2 separate regions of the Neogale vison genome follow, and region 2 is linked to region 1. Evidence: chromatin contacts called from public Hi-C data. All regions are on one chromosome and are shown on one strand. Each heading gives the region's core, a stretch centred on a gene start, on an enhancer-like site or on the middle of the called end of the contact. The rest is flanking DNA. Distances are from core to core; before and after follow the strand shown. Region 1 holds the start of PHLDA1 (pleckstrin homology-like domain family A member 1). Region 2 holds the start of KRR1 (KRR1 small subunit processome component homolog).

Region 1 (4,258 bases), core at 856-3,355:
TTAAAACAAGCATTTAAAAAAAACTAATAAATAATCATAAATCAAAATACATTAAAATAAAATTACAGTACATCATTGCTCCTAGAAGGTCCACCATACTGGAAGATCCTTTCAAAGGTTCATAAATAAAGCCTTCTGGACTGAAGCCGTTTCCTGCATCGTGATGAAGAGTATGCAGAAAACTAAGAGGAGAGAAATCTCAAGTTATCAGCAGGGTGATGTCCAAACTACTTGATCTGGCGCGGGGCGGGGAGACTTTTGTTTTCGATTCAAGTGAAGACAATAGAAAGGTGCTCGTCCCACTTCCTCAAGTCCTCAAAACCTGGAAAGAAATGACAGGCAATGAAGTCATTGGCTCAAAATCCTCCAAAACCCAGCTCTCTTCGGGCCAGTCCGGCGGACAAAGCGAGCTCAGAAAAGACACCGGGGTCGTTCCCTCGAGTGTCCAGACACACTCGAGCGGCGCCGGTGACACTGACAGAGCCAGTGGCGTCGCTGGGAAGTGCACAACTGGACCCAACCAGGGTGGGCGGGAGACGGTTCGCGAGGCCTCTCCGCCTAACCCGAGTTCCCCCATCCTCCACTCTATGCCCGGCCTCTCCTAACTCCAGCTTGCTACCCTTCTTTCCACATCTCCAGAAACCTGTAATAACTTCTCATTTTCCCCTCCAAGCACCACATCCGTGAATTAGGCTTCCTACTTCTCCTCCTTTCCGCGAGATCTACTCCTGAGACCTTCTCCTCGGAAAAGCCCTTAGTAGCCCGAGTTGCCGGGACCTTACCTTGTCTGGCCCGGGTGCTGCCCCCTTCAGGCAGAGTTGGAAGTGCTGCGGAGAAGCCGGTGGCCGTGCGGCTGCGAGAGCGGCGGTTGGTGCGAGTGCGGTAGTTGTTGTGGGTGCGGGTGCGCGTGTGGGTGCGGATGCGGATGCGGGCACGGGTGGAGCTGCTGAGGCTGGGGCTGAGGCTGGGGCTGACGCTGGGGCTGAGGCTGAGGCTGAGGCTGGGGCTGGGGCTGGGGCTGAGGCTTGGGATGGGGCTGCGGCTGAGACTGTGACTGGGGCTGAGGCTGGGGATGGGGTTGAAGCTGCGGCTGCGGGGGCTGCTGCTGAACCAGGTGCTGCTGCTTCTGCCGCGTGGACTTGACCGCCAGGATAGCCTGACGGTTCTTGTACTGCACCATCTGCAGCGTGATCTCGGCGTTCCAGCCCTGGTCCTGCGGGCACCGAAAGTCGATCTCCTTGCCCTCGGCCATCACCACAGTGAAGTACATATACTTGCCCTTGCGCTCCACGCAGTCCACGGTCTTCATGTTGGAAAAGTGCAATTCCTTGAGCTTGGCTGGCGGCTCGAGGCTGGCCACGGACGGCCCTCCCGGTTGGGACGGTTCGGCCGGCCCCTGCCCAGGCTGTTGCTGTTGCTGCTGGTGTTGCAGCTGCTTGGGCGGGATAAGCAGCAGCCCCTCCTCGGTGAGGATGCAGCACTTTTTCTTCCAGAGCTGCAGCAACCCGTCGCTGCGCTTCTCCAACACACCCTCCTTCAGCGCTTTGCAGCCACTGCTCTCCAACATCCTCCCGGCATAGGGAGGAGCGCCGCTCGGCTCGGCCTCTCCACTTCCAGCCGCCCGAGCCGGGGGCAGCAGCAGCAGCCGCGCGCCGTCCTCGCCCCAGCGGCTCCCGCGGCCGCCCGCCCGGAGGGGGCAGAGGAGGCTAACACGCAGGAAGCAGAGCGGCGGCGGCGGAGGCGGCGGCTCAGGGTCCCGGCAAGCCAGCAGCCGCGTCCTGATGCGCCACAAGGTCCCGGAGCTGCGAACCTCCCGGCCTCTGCCGTCCTCTTGCGAGCGCTCACCGAAGGGCACTGGCCGGGCCCCCTCACGGCGCTTTTGAATGGGCCAGCCTCCCCACCCCCGAGTGACACCCAGCGGAAAAGGCGGCTCTTGGCGCCCGCACCGCGGGGGAAAGCCCAGCTCGGAAAGGCGCTCTGCCGCCGGCGCACGCCTCATTAACTTGGGGCCTTTCCAAAGCCGGGCGCGTCCACGCCCCCCCGTATCCCTTGCTCCGCCTCTCGCCGCCCACTCGCTTCCGCGCTCCTTCCAGGCGCTGGCTGCAGGGATCCGAGCCCCGGAAACTCCTCTCTGCCTGGGGCGACAGCCGAGGGCGCCCCAGCTGCCCGGGGACAAATGCCGACGTCCAGAGGGCGCCGAGAGGCCATCCTGTCGTCCCGCCTATCCCCGGCCGGTGGGGCTCTCTAACTGCTTCAGGAGACGAGGACGGGAGGACGGCCAGGAAGTACCTGGAAAGCCAAGCTATCTCGCTGCCCTCGGGAAGCAGCCCCGGGGATTCGCGATGAGCTCCGATGAGCTCCGAGAGCCTATGTAAATATCCCAGGGCACAGAGGCCGAGAGGATACGGGGTCTTTACACTCAGGTTTGCTTCCAGGCATTAGCTCTTCCTGGAGCGGAGAGCGATTGTTAAATCAGGGCAATAGGGCTACCGTCTGTCCCATCTGAAAGGGCTAGCGGAGAAGGGTGACCCATCCGCACAGACTGCAACAGTAAATCAACTGCACTTACAGACCCCAGGAATGTCCGTCCAGTGAGACACCTCACACTTTAAGGAACAGCTTAGCTCTCCAAACAGCCGACTGGGCTCCGCGGGTCTCTCTCTTTGGAAGAGCCTAACGGGCCAGATCGGTTTTGTAATCTCTTGCGTCTGTGACCTGTGGAAGGTAAGCTGTACTCGTCCCTAGCTCCCTTCTACTACTCTCGCATCTTTAAAAAAATCTGTATTCTAGCAAACAAGAGGGAATAAACAGCACTAATCGAAACCAAACCTGTTGGTGGGGAAATTCATCCATTAAGTACAGAGACCCCCGAGGGTGTACCGACCCTGAGGATATGAAGAAACACACTTAGAAGAAATAAATCAGAGCTGGCCAAAGAAGACAGACTGCTTCTTGTGCCCAAGAAAGGAGGGAGGACTTCCTATGGCTGAAACAAAGAATTCAAGTCAAGAAATGAGCGATGAGGTAGGGGAGCAAGAGTCATATCCTATGTGTCATGCTGAAAAATTCAAGGTAACTGAAAACACAGGAGAACTTTTAAACATGTCAGTATAAAACATGTCAGTGTAAGAAACATCTTAGCAAATAATCCAATTCCAGCACAGTCCTGAGTCCGCCTGAATTGCACTTGGCAGATTGTCAGAGCCTTCAATTCTTAATAGATTAGCAGTCTTTTATGGAGAAAGGCAACTATTAAAATCTTATAAAAATTTCTAGTAAGATTAGATGTTTTTAAATGAACAATTCTGTATACCAGTAACAACACTGTACCTAACATCAGTTCTTTCCCTGCCTTCATGGGACAAGTGAGCATTCCAGAGAATTTCTACATGACCAGCTGTTCATCTTTTTAACAGAATGCCATTCTTCAGCTCATGTAGAAAGGAGTGTGCAACTCAGAATCTGAGGGCAGGTGTAGTTGATAAAGACATTCCATGTGGAAAAATGATACAATACAAACTTGACTGGGTAAAAAACTAAGATGTAATCTTGAAATGCAAGCCATTTTCTTAAGAGAAAGTATGTTTGGTGTTATTTAACATTCTGCAGTTAATCAAGATGCAGCAGATTCATTCTAAATTACTTCAAAATGTCTGAAAACCAGCACGATTTTCAAAAGCACTTACTTTGTAACTAGGTACTTTACCACTCCGTTTCCAGCTGGATATTTCACTATGATTTAATGACTTTGTGAGCAGCTCAGAAGTCAGTCTACAGTGTGCCATCCTTGACCACAGTCCATCGATTATTGGAGATCTCAGATGTGTAGGAACCTTGTAGTTGAGGGACAACTTTGCTCTTACTTCAACAGTCACATCCAATTCACAAAAATGGCCATGTTAGCCATGTTTTTAAAAGACAATGAAATAAACTCACAAAAAAATTATAGGAAATAACTGTTCTGCCCAAAATATCACAACCTTACGCAAGATCACTTTCAAGTTACTAACGTTTCAAAAGCAAACTAATGAAATCACTGCTTTAGTAAACCAGTTTGAAAATGCAGACTTTAATTGCCTATGACATCTGTCTATATCATGTTGTGTATTAGCAGCATCTGACAGTTGATTAGCTTCCCCTCTTGGATACAGTTCTTCACTTGGCTTCAAGGACACAGCTCTTAATTTTCCTTCTACCACCCCAATCATGCTCAGTGTCCTCTGCAGTTTTCTCCTCTTCCCCTTTTAGTATCAGAATG
Region 2 (4,258 bases), core at 515-3,014, 450 kb before region 1:
ACCTCCAATTCTACAACTGTGATTACTTAAAATGCATATCTTACCAAGTCTCTACCAATTTAAACACTTCAGTAGCTACAAATTTAAAAAAAAAACAAAACTAGCAAACGAAATATACAGGAGTTTCACAATAAAGTGCAAATAGCTAAAAAAAAACATTAACGCGTTAGTAATGAAGAAAGTTCCAATTAAAACCCCCACCAGACACCATTTCATACCTACCAAAATCAAAGAAATTCAAAATGCAGATTTTTATCAAGTGCTAGTGTGGATGTAGAGCAATGAGAATTCTCATTCACTCATTTCCACTAGTGAAAATATAAACTGACACAACCCCACTTGGGAGAGATTTAGCACTACCTGCACATAACCTAACTTTCATGGATCTAATCCCATTTACATAATCTGGAGAGAACTCTTAACATGCAAACCAGGAGATACACAAAAAGACGTTTATAGGAGCACTGTTTATAATTAGCAAACAATGGGAGCAATCCAAATGTCCACCAACAGTAGAATGAGAATATAAATAAGTGTATATTCATAAAAGGAAATCTCATCAATATCAAATGAAAAGAATAAACTACAGCTACAAGTATCATTGACTCAAGAAGGAAAAAAAAAAAAACACCTTAGCCTAAGAAGCAAGAACAATGTCTACAGCCCTCTTACATTCATATACAAGTAAAAAACTGACAAAATCAAACCACTTTGTGCATTGGTAGTAAAGATGATGCAGAGAAAAGAAGATCAAAATGATTCAGGATGGTTACCTCATGTATTGTCTAGGAAAAGACTATGATCTGAGAGGTGCTCCTAGGAGGGTCTGGAGTATGAGGTTTTTTCTGCGTAACGGTATTAAGTGCTCCTTTCTCACAGTTGGGGTTTATTCTTCAAGCTGTACATGGACTGTACTCTGCTACGTTACACAATTAAAAGTAACAGAACCCCTTTAATACTTCCCTAACTCCTTTAATACTTCCCAAGGTTTTTAACGCTTCCAATAAGACTACTCGGGTCTTGGGCTAGTTCTTTATCCTCTCTTCCTGTCGTTCATACTGAAAAAAATGTATAAAACCACACTACAAAGACGGCAACTTCAAAGAAAGGCAGTCGAACATTAGAGAATGAGTCGTGTCGTCTAATATATTAGCCGTTTGACGAAAAGGAGTAATGATAAATATTCCAAAATTTCACTAACGGACAAACTAGCGTTAAGAACACGCCAGACAGCTCCTTCTCCTTATCTGTCCCACTCCTTTATTATCAGCGCTCACTCATAGGTATAACGACCTCCCACTCCTAGCCCGTTCCATCTCTCATTTTGTCAACGACTTGCAGCCACCGCCGCGAGAGTAAGGGCCTGCGGCACCCTCCGTAATTTAATGCTCTTCCTTTTCATTAAGACAAACTCTGCAGCATCTTTACTATGAAAGGCCTCCAGCGAAAGCGGCTAGGAACACGTGGCTGGCACCATACCTGCCAGTCGGTCCCGCAGGCCTGGCTATCATCCTCAATCCTCAGCAATGATAGCTACTCAACTTCACAGAACACACTCAGGCAGCACTGCAAGCCCCCAGCCAGCGAAAGAAAACAACTGTAACTCAATATCCAAAAATCAGATTTCAGTTCTCGCTCAAACTTACCTCGGTTCTCCGGCTTCGGCTTTTTCTTACGAAACTCACTTTTCCCGTCCGCGATAGCTTGTCCGTTCACCGAGGAGGACGCCATCTTGGAATTGCTTCCGGTGCTACCGGAAGTGGAACTGTTCTTAAATCCTACCGGATTTTGGTCCTGAAAATCTATCTACTAAATACGAGTTCCGTATAATTTAGAAGAGATCTGCGCAATCTCCGTGCGCGCGTACGCTAAAGTCCGCATTATTTGCACAACTACAAGTGCTTCTCCTGCGTAGCCAATGGAGAGCTGGAGACTTCTTTCCCAGGATACATAGCAACACGGAGTTTAGCTGCATGCTGGGAATGGTAGTCCAAGACTATAGGCAAGCTGGAAACCTTATTACCGTAGTTTTCTCTCGTCCCGATATCTTACTTAGGACCCCGAACTCCAGGGTTTGGCCACAGAGTGCAAGCGGTCTAACCTTGAAGTCACTCACTCATTCATTGATAATATTTATATGACTGTCAAGTAAGTGCTAGGTCTAAAGACGAAAATACATGATCGTTCACGGCAGGGAGTGACAGAGCTACCATTTATTGTTAGACTACGTTGTGTCGGCAGTTTATTTGCATTTCTAATTCTTAACATTAAAACAAACAAAATTCTCTAAGCTTGTTAATTTTTTGTAAGATAAGTTTTAAAAGTCTTTTTTTCTGATGGTAATTCCCTAAAGTCGTTCTAAGCCAGAAGGATAATAACTGACACTTCGGGGTGGTTCGCCTCACCTAAGATTTCCCAAACACCTCAAGACGTGAAGTTCATCACTACTACAAATTTTCACACTTCTAAAAAATCAAAAAGTGGTTAGACTGAAGATGAGACTTCTTTTGATGACCGATCTTACTATTTGCCATTTCTAAAATTTTCTGCAGCACACTTAAGGAAAGTCTTTGATACGTTTTATTTCTTGGGTTAGTGAAACTAGAAATGTTTATGTGAAATCCACCCTTGTGTGTCTTCTATAAAAACTTAGATGTACATAAGGTACATATATAAAACAGACTTAATTAGGGACAGAGGGTCCCAAGACACAGGATTATGTTAAGACACCCCCCCCACACACCCCGGGCTCCTGGTTGGTTCAGCCAGTTAACTGTCTGACTCTTGGTTTCAGCTCAGGTTATGGGTCCTGAGATAAAGCCTCAAGTCAGGCACTGCACTCAGCGCCAGGTCTGTTTGTCACCCTGCTCTTCCCCTTCTCACACACACTCTCCCTTAAAATAAAAAAAATAAAATCTTAAAACAACAACAAAAAAAAGAGGTATGTCCTTTTTTTTTTTTTTTAAGATTTTATTTATTTATTTAACAGACAGAGATCACAGGTAGGCAGAGAGGCAGGCAGAGAGAGAGAGAGGAGGAAGCAGGCTCCCCGCAAAGCAGAGAGCCCGATGTGGGGCTCAATCCCTGGGATCATGATCTGAGCGGAAGGCAGAGGCTTTTACCCACTGAGCCATCCAGGCGCCCCAAAAAGAGGTATGTCTTATAAACAGCAGGCCATGATCTCATCCCTATATTGTTGCAGTTTACTCAAAAAGCAACAACAAATCCTGGGGCTCCTGGCAGGCTCAGTCAGTAGAGCATGTGACTCTTGATCTTGGTGTTGTGAGTTCAAGCCCCAGGTTGCATGTAGAGATTACTTTTAAAAAATTTTTTAAAAAGAATCAATGACAAATTCCTATAATAGACCAAATAACAACTGGGGAAAGTTATAAATTGAGAAGCAATTCCTTCAGTGTTTTCAGGAATCCTATGAAGCAGGTTTTTATTACTGTTATTTTAAGGTACTTTTAAGGTACCTGGTGAACAGGACATCAAGTACAGGCAGTCTGATCGTTAGCAGCTTCAGAAAGGCTACTAAAAGGATTAGTTGTTACAAATGTGTTGGAAGAAGGACTGAGTTTTCAGCCTCACAGCTTTTGAAGTTGAGGGTATTAGTTCCTCAGTGGTCTCCAGCAGGCCTACTCTGCAGTCTTTGGATTTGCAGTAGTAGAGTTAATCCAAATATCTGATAAGCATATGATGCTTAACTACTTCATACTACTTCATACTACTGTATGAAAAGCATGTAAACATAACAGTGAAATATCACTTCTCACCCACTAGACTGGGAAAAAGAAATAATAAATACATATATTTTTAAATGATAATCTGATGGAAGAAAGTGTACTCCCATACACTGCTGGTGAAAATGCAAACTGTCACTGCCTTTTTGCAAAACTATCTTAGCAATATAAAATAGGGACATACTCTTCCACAGTAATTCCACTCCTGGAAAACTGTCAACTAGAAGTAGATGTATGTAGTAGATGTATGTAGTAGATGACTAGTAGATGTCAACTAGAAGTAAAGCACCATTCCATTGAATGTATGTATAACTGTCAATTACTGCCTATGTAGAAGTAGTTCCCTGAAGGAACTATGGAGCCACACCCACTATCTGTTGCCAAGTTTCCCACCCATCCCTGTTCGGTTTCCTATAACAGGAAAAATAATCTTAACTCTGACTCTACACATGGAAAATGCTAAAAAAAAAAAAAAAACTTCCAGGTGCCTGGGTGGCTCAGTGGGTTAAAGCCTC

What was found. A called contact is a pair of places that touch in the nucleus more often than the background predicts.
Region 2: a Hi-C map of fibroblasts shows a contact between it and region 1, with 8 times the contacts expected there. The contact joins the promoter of KRR1 here to the promoter of PHLDA1 in region 1. A contact is called at or near these places in 2 of 3 Hi-C or Micro-C datasets (fibroblasts and muscle).

What each region holds. Positions count from the first base shown.
Region 1 is chr12:42,489,340-42,493,597 of ASM_NN_V1, reverse strand. It overlaps PHLDA1 (pleckstrin homology-like domain family A member 1), which reads right to left and starts at 2,105. Exons shown (of 2, transcript XM_044226749.1): 1 at 783-2,105; 2 at 1-322. The coding sequence starts at 1,999. The coding sequence ends at 809.
Region 2 is chr12:42,939,751-42,944,008 of ASM_NN_V1, reverse strand. KRR1 (KRR1 small subunit processome component homolog) reads right to left here and starts at 1,764. Exons shown (of 10, transcript XM_044228327.1): 1 at 1,647-1,764. The coding sequence starts at 1,731.